2 separate regions of the Sus scrofa genome follow, and region 1 is linked to region 2. Evidence: chromatin contacts called from public Hi-C data. All regions are on one chromosome and are shown on one strand. Each heading gives the region's core, a stretch centred on a gene start, on an enhancer-like site or on the middle of the called end of the contact. The rest is flanking DNA. Distances are from core to core; before and after follow the strand shown.

Region 1 (5,560 bases), core at 664-3,163, 65 kb after region 2:
CCAGCCTACGCCATAGCCACAGCCACTTGGGATCTGGACAGCTGACTAAAGAAATGGTTGGATGGATACATGGCTGGCTGAAGTGGGGCAGACAGGTGTCACATCAGAGGGGCTGTTGCCTAGTGTGGCATCCTGCCTTGAAAATTCTTTTAACACAAGTGTGAAGTGTTCCTTATTTTTCTGTTATTTTTACTTTTTAATTTTTTTTGTCAAGACGTCAGGCAGAAGTTCCTGTGCCAGGGATGGAACTGGCCTCACAGCACTAACCAGAGCCACAGCAGTAACATCACGGGATCCTTAACCTGCTGAGCCACCAGGAAACTCTTTATTTTTCTGTTCTTATCTCAGAGAGTTGCTTGGCTGCCCTCAGCCCCTCCTTTAGGTATTTGCTCAAGTGTCTCCCTTTGATAAGAGAGGCTTTCTGTGACCACCCTGGATAAAATAAGAATTCCCACCTCACTCTACAACTCCATATCCCTCTTCCTCTCCTTTGTTTTTTTCCATAGCATCTCTCTCCTTCTGACATCTATTTACTACTTTTTTTTTTTTTTTTTTTTTAATGGCCGCACCCACAGCTTGTGGAAGTACCCAGGTCAGGAACTGAATGCAAGCCACAGCTGAGACCTAGGCTTACAGCTGCATCAACGCTGGATCCTTTAACCCACTGCGATGGGCTGGGGATCCAAACTGCACCTCTACGGTGACCCAAGCCGCTGCTGTTGGGTTTTTAACCCACTGCACCGGAGCAGGAACTCCTATTTACTACTTTTTACTGTCAATCTTCCAGTTCCCCCCTCCCCCCCAACAACAAAACATAAACCTCACAAGAGCCCGGGAGCATTCACCAATGCTTGGTGAATATGGTGCTTATTCTTTTCTGTTCCAGGAGTAGGAGGTGCAGCAGCCAGTGGGACAGAGGGCCTGCCCTCAGGGCTCGACAGGAATCCTACCAGGATCTAGGGGCCAAGAGAGACTCTCTGCCGCTGGGCTCAAGGTCACTTGGCACCCAAAATGGACAGCGACTGATCTCAGGGGCGCGGCCCTTCCGCACCACAGCGCCCTCTGGCGGCCACCCTCAGCCAGAGTCGGCGCCGCGCGGGGCTGCAGAGGGGCCTCCCTCCTGCCAGCGCGCTGGAAACCACAGGAGCTCCCGGGCTCGTTTCCTCCGGACTTGCAGACACTTCTGCTTTTGCCCGGGACGGGAAGAGGAAGGAGGGCTAGGGAAGGGCGAAGCTCGGGGCGGGGCCGGCGGGGAAGGGGGAGGAAGGTCGAGATTCTGGTGCCTTCTTCCATGGCGTCATCCGCAAGATTTGCTTTTTTCAAGTGCCAGGTCCCCTTATTTGGGGACAGCCTGGCTTTACCTCGTCCCAGCTCCGGTCTCATCTTCCTTCGCCTTCCCGGAAGGCGAGGGGCTGCGAGGTCAGAAGGCAGAGGCGGTGGCCCTCCAGTCCTCGGTGGGACTTGACGTCCCTCGACCCTGTCCTGGGTTTGGGATCGAGCTTCCACGGTCCGCGGGCACTAAGCGCGTCCCCTCGGGCACGATGTGGTGGACCCCCTGTCCCGCTCCCCAAGCGCGTCCCCTCGGGCACGATGTGATGGACCCCCTGTCCCGCTCCCTTTTGGTAGGAAAGAGCCGCCTGCCGCCCGAGCAGATATCAGGGCGCCACCTGGTGGCCGCGGCCCTCACCCCGCAACCCAAGCGCGCCTTTAGGGCCTGCTTGGCCCAAGGGAACCTGGTGTGGGTGTCTCCTCCAGGCCCTGCCCTTAACCTAGAATACCCGGGTCCATTTCACTTAGTGGTTGGGGCCCTGGATCGTTGGAAATAGGCACATTAAGGTGGGACGGGGTTTGAATTGCTGAGGAATGACAAAAACAGGATGGTTCCTGTTGATGTTGGCACTCAAGTTTCGTTTCCTGCCTTCACGGATGGTGTGAGGGCTCCAAGTGGGAGGGCTCCCTCCTCTGTACTCTATCCCCGCCACTTATCTATACTGTTCTTTTTATTCTAGTTTTGACAAGGCATGTATGATTATAAAGGGAATGCATAGTTATTGTTTTTAAAAAAAAAACACGGAGAAAATACCTCACGGTTTCTGTTAGAAGTCCTCCCCTTCACTGGAACATAGGTGTGTATTCCCTGGAAGTGCAGGTTTGCTTGTTCTCTTTCCTAGTTCTTGGTAGGACTGTTAACCTAGGGTCAGCCTTCCCTTCCTGCTGTTGGTAGGGCTCACCCATCCACCTCTAGGGCTGGAAACCACACTGGAGGCAGCTGGAGGAGTCTGGGGTGCAGTCAGGGGAGAGGCAAGGGGCAGTTCCCAAATTTTCTCATTGTTCTCTTTTTGCATAACATGATTACAGTTTTGCTGTTGTTGTTGTTCTTGTCAGTTTTTGGTTTTTTGGCCGTACCCAGGGCATGAAGAAGTTCCCCAGCCAGGGATCCAACCAGTGCCACAGCAGTGACCCAAGCCGCTTCAGTGCTTGATCCTTAATCCACTGCACCACAAGGGAACTCTGTCCTTGTCAGATTCTTGCTCTCTCAAAGACAATTTTATTTGTTTTTGTTTTGTTTTTTAAAAAATGAATTCATTTGTTTTTATTAAAGTATCGATTTACAGTGTTGTGCCAATTTTGGCTATACAGCAAATGACCCAGTCATACACATTTGGATACATTCCTTTTCTGTGTTATCTTCCATCATGGTCAATCCCAAGAGAGTGGATATAATTCCCTGTGCTGTACAGTAGGACCTCATTGCTTATCCATTCTAAATGTAATAGTTTGCATCTACTAACCCCAAACTCCCTGTTCATCCTACTCCCTCCCCCCCTTCTCCTTGGCAACCATGAGTCTGTTCTCCATGTCTGTGAGTCTGTTTCTGATTGGTAGATAGGTTCATTTGTGCCGTATTTTAGATTCCACATATAAGTGATATCATAAGGTATTTGTCTTTCTGACTTACTTGTGTGAATCTCTAGTTGCATCCATGTTGCTGCAAATGGTATTATTTTGTTCTTTTTTATGGCTGAGTATTATTCCATTGTGTATATGTACCACATCTTCTCTTTTAATGAGAGTTGCAACGTTTATTTCAGATTCTCTCTTGTGTTTTGGGGTGTCTTTTTTTTTTTGTATTTTTTTTTTTTCTTTTTTGCCACACAGGCAGTACGTGGGAATTCCTGGGCCAAGCACTGAACCTATGCTGCACAGCAGCAACCAGAGCCACAGTGGTGAGAACTCAGGAGCCTCAACCTGCTAGGCCATCAGAGAACTCCCTGTGCCACATCTTCTTAATCCATTCATCGGTTGATGGACATTTAGGTTGTTTCCATGTCTTGGCTATTGTGAACATAGGGATGCACAAATCTTTTTCACTGAAAGTTTTGAGCAGATATATACCCAAAAGTGGGATTGCTGGGTCATATGGCAGTTCTTTTTTTTTTTTTTTTTTTTTTTTTGTCTTTTTTGCTATTTCTTTGGGCCGCTTCCGCGGCATATGGAGGTTCCCAGGCTAGGGGTCTAATCGGAGCTGTAGCCACCGGCCTACGCCAGAGCCACAGCAACGCAGGATCCGAGCCGCGTCTGCAACCTACACCACAGCTCACGGCAACGCCGGATCTTTAACCCACTGAGCAAGGGCAGGGACCGAACTCGCAACCTCATGGTTCCTAGTCGGATTCGTTAACCACTGCGCCACGACGGGAACTCCAGGCAGTTCTATATTTAGTTTTCTAAGGTACCTCCATATTGTTTTCCATAGTGGTTGCACCAATTCACATTCCCACTAAGAGTGTAGAAGTGTTCCCTTTTTTCCACACCCTCTCCAGCATTTGTTATTTGTAAATTTTTTAGTGATGGCCATTATGACTAGGGTGAAGTGGTACCTCATTATAGTTTTGATTTGCATTTCTCTAATAATTAGTGATGTTGAGCATTTTTTTTCATGTGCCTACTAGCCAAACATATGTCTTCTTTGGAGAAATATCTATTTAGGTCTTCTGCCCATTTTTTGATTGGGTTGTTTGTTGTTTTGTTGTTGAGTTGTGGGAGTTTTTTGTGTATTTTGGAGATTAAGCCCTTGTCAGTTGTATCATTTGCAACTGTTTTCTCCCATTCCATAGGCTAAGACAATTTTATTTTATCGAGGTAGGTATACCTTGGTATATAAGTAGCCACTCACACCATGGGTGAGCCTACATTTCAGCCGATCTGAGCTGCTCACAAAGGGCCACATCCATGATGGGCCAGTGTCCTAGTTATGGAGAGGCAGAGGTCAAGTTTGTGGTCCACTCTCCCACTCTGAGTTAGGGGTGTCTATACCAGAAGGCCAGTTCCAGTAGTAGAAAAGTTATACTCATTTCTACCTCACATAGTACAACATTATATTTATTTTTTCCTAATAAATACCTGCAAATACCCAGTTCAACAATTCTGCTCATAGTAAAAAAACAAACAAAAAAACCCCCCACAATTCTGCTCACATAATGCTCCAAAACCTCGGTGTCCTCTTTTAAAGGGCTGCTCATGTATGTCTTGTGGTTTATCCAGGAGCCTGTGGGTGGACAGGGTAGGGCAAATCTGGTGCAGAAGCCAAGTTTTCCAGAGATTCCTTCTCATATGAGACCCTGGGTCATTGTCTAGTGTGGTGGTTCCCAGGTTTTGGAAACTTGTGAATTATGGGGGTAGTTATTGGAGAAACAACATAGACCTATCTGTTGTTGCTTTGGCACATCAGGATATTAGTAAAACCAAATTCTATGATCAGTTTAGAAAAGAAGGGATATTTTAACACCGAAAGTTTTGAGAATACTCAAAAAATGAAGTTATTCTTGTTTTACCAAAGAACAGAACAGAGCATAATGGGCCTCTTTGGGCATCTGGGATCCCTGGACGAGTCCCTTTATAGGAGGCTGGCTGCCTGCGCATCTGAGGTCTTGTGGACCAATAGCAGACATCCATTCAGGATGTAAGCCTCTGAAAACACAGACTCCACTGTATCAAATCCAGTGTTTCACCTGCCAAGTCTGTGGCAGGTCTCCATCTTTGGACTCTGGGACCTACGGGACAGGTGTCTGACATTGCACTTCACACATTGTTCCGTGGTTCTGACTGCCTCACTCAATGGCTTGCTGGCTAAAGACAGGAACTGCGTTAGATCTGGCTGCTGGCTGCCCGGCACAGTGCCCAGCACTCAGCAGGTGCTGACCGAATGCTTATTGCCTGAATGAATTATACTCAATTTCACTCTTTTGTATTTCCAATTAAATAATTAAGGAAGTACTCACTGTAAGCTACTTCAAATGAAAGGGGAAATGGCTAATTTCATGCTGAGAGAGGAAATATATTTGCTACCTTTTCCCAAGGCTATTTTATAGCTACTTGATTTCCTTTTAGGTTGTGTATTTTCTACTGGGCAACCTACCCTCCACAAAAGAGAGGAACTCATGCCTTTCGCTGCCCCACCTTCTAGAACAGGGGTTCTCAGCCTCACTGCACATTAGAATCAATTGGGGGAGGTTGAAATACTGATGCTCAGGGAGTTCCTATTGTGGCGCAGTGAAAA
Region 2 (5,947 bases), core at 2,061-4,560:
TAGGTCACTGAGGAGGTACAGGTTCATTCCCCAGCCTGGCTCAGTGGGTTAAAGGATCCAGAGTTGCCTCAGTTGTGGCATAGGTCCCAGGCCCTGGAACTTACACCCTGACTGCTGTTTGAAAACAGACAGTGGGGGAGCAAGACCAGAGGCAAGGAGACCAATTAGGAAGCTATTACTCAGGAAGAACTGGAGTGATAGCAATAAAAATAAAGTGCAGTAAATATATTCAGTATATATTTTAGAGGCAAAATCAACAGAGTTTGCCAAAGAACTGATTGTTTGAGGGTGCAGGGGAGCAGTGAAGCAAAGCAAGGAATTAAGGATGACCATCAGATTTTTCACTTAAGCAGGTGGAAGAGAGGGGCAGAGAGGTGCTCTATGAAATGGACACTGCTGGGGTAGGAATAGTTGAAGAATGGAAATCAAGAACTCCATTTTGAACATGTTAAGTTTAAGACAGACAAATGAAGGGAGTTCCCTGGTAGCCTAGTGGTTAGGACTCTGTGATTTCACCTCTTTGACCCAGGTTCAATCCCTGGTCTGTAAACTGAGATTCAAGTTGCATGCCACAGCCAGAAAAAGGGGGGGGGGGGCATGTAAGAAGTGAAGATATGTAGGCAGGTAGAAATTTGAAGTTCAGGACTAGAGATAAAAATGTGAGAGTCAACAGCACAATGATAGTATCTCAACCACAGGACATGATGAGATCAACCAGAGAGAGAACAGGTAGAAGAAAGCAGAGGGACAGGCTGGGAAGCCCTGAGGCATTAGGATGTTTTGAATTCAGGAAGAGAAGAAAAAGTCAACAAAAGACAGTAAGAGAACAAGAGAAAGAAAAACATAAAAGTGTGCTACCCTGGAAGTTTCCTTTATACAATGTGATTCTCTAATCCTCCACCACCCTCCCAATCTACTGGCCACACACACTCTCAAGTTTCTATGAATAAAACTGGTTGATGTCCCCAAAGTCCCAGTTATTTGGGACCCAGGATCAGGCCTATGAAGCAAGATATGCCTTCTGACCCCTAGCCTCTGCAGAGTGGTTAGCAGTGCTTCTACTGTTGGATTCACCAGTGAGCTATCAAGGAAGATCATAACTTAGGAAGAACACAATTAGACTACAAGGAAGAACATAATTTAGATTACAAGGTTAATTTTTAATTTTTCTACGTATTTTGTTTACATTTCACGAAGCAAGCTGGATCAAAAGCCTTTATGAATGAGTCTCTCAGCAAAGCAGAAAACACAAACAAGAGGTGCAAAACAGCAATCAATCAAAACCCAACTCAATTTTCTCCACTTCTAAAAAACACACTGAAGGTACAAGACCCTTATTAGGATGTGAATCTAAGGTTGTATGACAAAGTTTTTGGTTTCAGTCATTCTTGCCTTAGTGACTAAAAATTAAGATTTTTTCCTGTCGTGGCTCAGTGGTTAACAAATCCGGCTAGGAACCATGAGGTTGTAGGTTCGATCCCTGGCCTCGCTCAGTGGGTTGAGGATCTGGCATTGTCGTGAACTGTGGTGTAAGTCGCAGACACAGCTCGGAGTTGCTGTGGCTGTGGTGTAGGCTTGAAGCTACAGCTCTGATTAGACCCCTAGCCTGGGAACCTCCATATGCCTCAGGTGTGGCCCCAAAGGACAAAAAAATAAATAAATAAAAAATTAAGAGTTTTACTTTATTCCACACTTGCCTTCTGAAACTAGGTTAAGATCTTTATCATGACCACCCTCTCCTATGCCGCATTATCATGACTTAAACAGTTCTGCTTTTACCATAAAACTCTTACAGCGTAGCCAAAAATCCCCAAATGATTAATGAACTGCTGAGAATTCTGACTCGTTAGAGATGATTTTATTAGGAATCATATTTCCAAACATCCATTCAGTGCTTCAAAATAAGTACTCATCTAATTTAATTATGATGACTTCACCAGACAGTAATACTGCCCACAATCATGTTTACAAAAGCACTTGTCACTCCCTTCAGATGTAGCAATGCAGAAAAAGGAGTCTGTTTCCATATTCTGTTTATACTCTGTAACAAGTGACAGAGCTTAAGTGTCACTTAAGATTATTTAAACAAAGTACTTCAAGTTGAATGTGACCCACCATCTTTCATCGAAGCGAATCCTAAAATCGTTGGGTTTTATTTCAACAGTAATTTCCACTCAGTACCTGAGACAGGTATTCCAAGGCAGCCTTAGCAAGAAAAGAGACTCCAGGATGAGACTGTAGGATTCTGTTTTAGCTCTAAGATAACAGGCTCCAATTAAAGTAACTTCAGTGGAGGTTACTGCAACATCAAGGCACGTCGGAAATAAATGTGCCCCCAAAGGTACACCCGCACCCGCAGCCAGGAATCAGCAATAGCCAACCAAGGAAGATGCTGCAGCAGAGTTTCTCCTAACAGCCTACCACTGACCAAGCACTTGCTGTTTGGTCATGCACATCATCCTGTCCTAGCTTCACAACAACCCTGTGAAGTACGCATAATTATTCCCATATACAAACCCGGATACTTTAGTCCAAGGCCCCAGGGCTGGTCAGTGGCGGCGCTGGGATTTGAAAATACGACTATACCCCCAGCATTCCAGGATGCCCGCCCCTAAAATACACTCAACGCAAAAAGGCACCTGAGGGTCGGGAGCTCGCGGGTGTCCGCACGGACGCAGGGGGCGAGGACGCCGCCTCTCCCCGAGAAGTCCCTCAGAAACCGGACCCAAAGTGCCGGCAGCCCGGGACACCCGGCCGCGTCTATGCCGCCCGGAGGCCGGGAAGCGCCGCACCTCGGAGAACCCCGGGAGGGCCGCAGGCGAGCGAGGCGCCCCAGCGGGCTGGAGGGCCGGTGTCCTCCGCGCGGACAGGAAGCGCGGCGCTGGCACCAGAGTCACGGGCGCCGCAGGCTGCGGCGGGCAAGAGCGCGCCGCCGGGCCGCGCGGGGGCACCTCGGCGGCCCGCCTCGACCGCGCCGCCCCTCAGCCCCGCCGCATCCGGGTCCCGCGTCGTCGCACTCACCTGCCCGGGGCTCCGCCGCCGCCGCCGGTTCCCGGCTCCGGGTGCGCGGTCAGCAGCCCAGGCCACCGCGACCGTCCAGCTGCAGCACCCCCATCCCCGTCTCAGTCCCCGCCCGCCTGACTCGCGCAGCGCTACACTAGCCCGCCGCCCACTGCCATGGCCCGCTCCGCCGCCTTCGCCGCCGCTGAACCACCGATTCACGGAGCACGCGCGCGCCGCCGCCGTGCTGCGCCCGCGCCCGCGCGCCCGCGCCCGCCTCCCAGGCCCGCCTCCCAGGCCCGCCTACCGGCAGCCCCCGCCCCGCCCCGCGCGCCGCTCTGGCCAATCCCCGATCTGCGGGCCGGGCTGGGCCGGGCTAGGTCGTGCCGGGCCGGGCCAGTAGAGCGGGTAGATGGGCGGAACCGCCGCTCAGCCCTCTCCAGCTACCTCCCAGCATCGGCGCTGCTGTGCAGCAGTTCCGCTCCTGCTTGCGGCTCCCGGAGGACTCGGGATCGGGAATCCCCAGCAAGTTGCCTTTAAAGAGAGAGCTACCACCTGCCCTGGGCCTTCGTAGCCGCCTCCGAGAGACCCTTCTCTTCCTAGATTTCCTTGCTGGCCTTCTCTTCCCAGTCACTTTCCCCAGTTCTGCGACTGGACCGTTCTTTCGGTTCTTGGGCACTGTACTTTGCTTTTCCCTCCTCCTTTTCGTCACTTCTGTTCTGTGGGTGGGGTCGTTAGGTGGGATGCCCCACAACTGGACCTTCAATCCCTGCACTGGTCATAAAAGCAAAAATCCAGACTTCCAAGCCCAAGATTATTTTTCTGTGTGTTCATTTTTGCGATAACAACATTTGGATGCAGTCTTACAGTTTACCCGAGCCTTGTTCGCATATCTTATCTCCTGTTATCTTTGACCTCAACCGGGGAAGTTTCACAGTCCTCTTTTGTTGGCACACTTGAATTTCATTATTGAAAACAAAAATTTTTGCTGTACAGCAGAAATTGACAGAACAATGTAAATCACATATGACAGAAAAAATAAAAACCTAAAAAAATAAAATACGGTAAAATAAGAATTTTAACTTATGGTAAAATTGTTGTAACTTACTGCTACTGTAATAGCTCAGGCAAATTAGTTTAATAGTCTGGGATGGAATCTCAAGTGCACCTAATATAAAGCAAAGGTAGCAAAAAAGTTGGTGACAAAAGAATAGTTTATATGATCAATGATCCTGCTGTAATTGGTTATTCGTAATAATTCAAATATAGAATGATACCATATTCAAAAATATGTTCCAGAAGAGTTAAAGACATAAAAATAGACAAGACAAAGACTTCAAGTAAAATTTTTAAAGAGTGGTAATATAATATTAGTGAGGGGAAACTTAAAGCAAGACAGAAAGCCCAGAATCATCAAAGAGGAAAAAAAAAATTCTACCTAAATATTTTACATGATATCACACGCTAACAAGACAAAAAAAAAAAAAAAAAAAAAAAAAGAATAAAACTGCACAAAACATATGACAGACACACTGTATCTTTAACATAAAGGAGTCTCTATAAATGGACTTTTAAAAAAGCCAAATAGCCCAGTGTTTTTTAAAAATGGGCAAAGTATACAAGCAGATAATGGATGGAAGAGAAAATCCAAATCGTTCATTAAAAAACACTTATTTCACTAATAGTCATGGAAAAGCAAATTAAAACACTAATCCATTTTTCACTCATTAGATTGGCAAACATTAGCAGGACCAATCAATGATACATAGGGAAACAAGCCCTGGTACATCTCTGATGGGACTGTAAATTGCTACAAACTTTCTAGGTATAATCTGGGAATAGTATTAAAGTTTAAAATTCCTACACATTGACCAAAAATACATTAACTCTGCCCTACGGAAAAACTAAAGAAAATACTATTTGTAAGGATATATACAAGGATGCTGTAGTGGTTGGATGGTAGCCTTCCAAAAGATAGATGAACATAGCCTTATTTGGAAAAAGCATCTTTACAGATGTAGTTAGTTAAGGACCTTGAAATGAGATCATCCCAGATTTGGGGTGGGCCCTAAATCCAATGACCAGCATCCTTTTAAGAGAAAGGCAGAGAAAGATTTGAAATAGAGACATAGAGATAAAGGTAATGTGAAGAATGAGGCAGAGTTGGGAGTGAGGTATCAACAAGCCAAAGAATGCCAAAGATTGCTAGCAGCTACCAGAAACTAGGAGAGAGACACAGAGTCTCAGAGCTTGCCAATGCTTTGATTTCAGATTTTGGAACTCCAGAAATGGGAGAGCAGAAATTTCTGTTGTTTTAAGCCACCCAGTTTGTGGCAATTGTTAAAGCTCCCCCAGGAAACTAACATAGATTCATACTGTATTATTTGTAGTGCAAAACAAACACAAACAACAAACTGGGAACAACTGGATTGTCCATAGGTAATGGAATCCAAGAATCAACTGTACTGCCTCCATACTACACAATGTTATACAATAATAAAAATGAATTAAACCTGTTTGTGTTGACCCAGAGGGATGTTCATGATATAATGCTAAGTGGAAAATGCAAATTACAGAATAATTAATAGTGATATGATCTTGTTGGTATGTTGCTGACCATTCAGATATATATATTCATGTGGGCATAGTGAAAGGGGTGGAAGAATTTACACTAGACTGATTACACTGGATAGCTCAGAGGGCAAAAGGCGGAGGTGTTAGGTGGGAGGGAGTTGTATTTTTCTTTATAAATTTTTTGATATCTTACTGTTAAAACCAGTGTATGTATTATCTTATGCCTTTAGTAAATACAGCTTTAAAGGAAAAAAAGCAGTTGTGACTAGTTTTTAAATCATGACTAAAGTTGTGAACACAGGAAAATGTTCTATTTGTCCAATTTTAGAAGATTCAAATGTTCTCCATTGCCCCCACTCTGCTACTATTGGGT

What was found. A called contact is a pair of places that touch in the nucleus more often than the background predicts.
Region 1: a contact with region 2 is called in a Hi-C map of liver, with 9 times the contacts expected there. The contact joins the enhancer-like site here to the promoter of PIK3CB in region 2. A contact is called at or near these places in 2 of 5 promoter capture datasets (fetal liver and liver), 18 of 47 Hi-C or Micro-C datasets (alveolar macrophages, blood, brain and 9 more) and 2 of 2 datasets of contacts at active chromatin or transcription factors (alveolar macrophages and skeletal muscle).

What each region holds. Positions count from the first base shown.
Region 1 is chr13:79,673,803-79,679,362 of Sscrofa11.1, forward strand. No RefSeq gene overlaps it. Among named protein-coding and RNA genes, the nearest start is that of FOXL2, 33 kb to the right of the region's middle. Within about 2 kb of position 1,914, at least 43 of the 83 cell types and tissues checked have an H3K27ac peak or open chromatin away from gene starts, as enhancers often do. A contact at or near this core is called in alveolar macrophages, brain, fetal liver and 5 more, where this site is marked.
Region 2 is chr13:79,607,530-79,613,476 of Sscrofa11.1, forward strand. It overlaps PIK3CB (phosphatidylinositol 4,5-bisphosphate 3-kinase catalytic subunit beta isoform), which reads right to left and starts at 3,311. Exons shown (of 25, transcript XM_021069526.1): 1 at 3,022-3,311.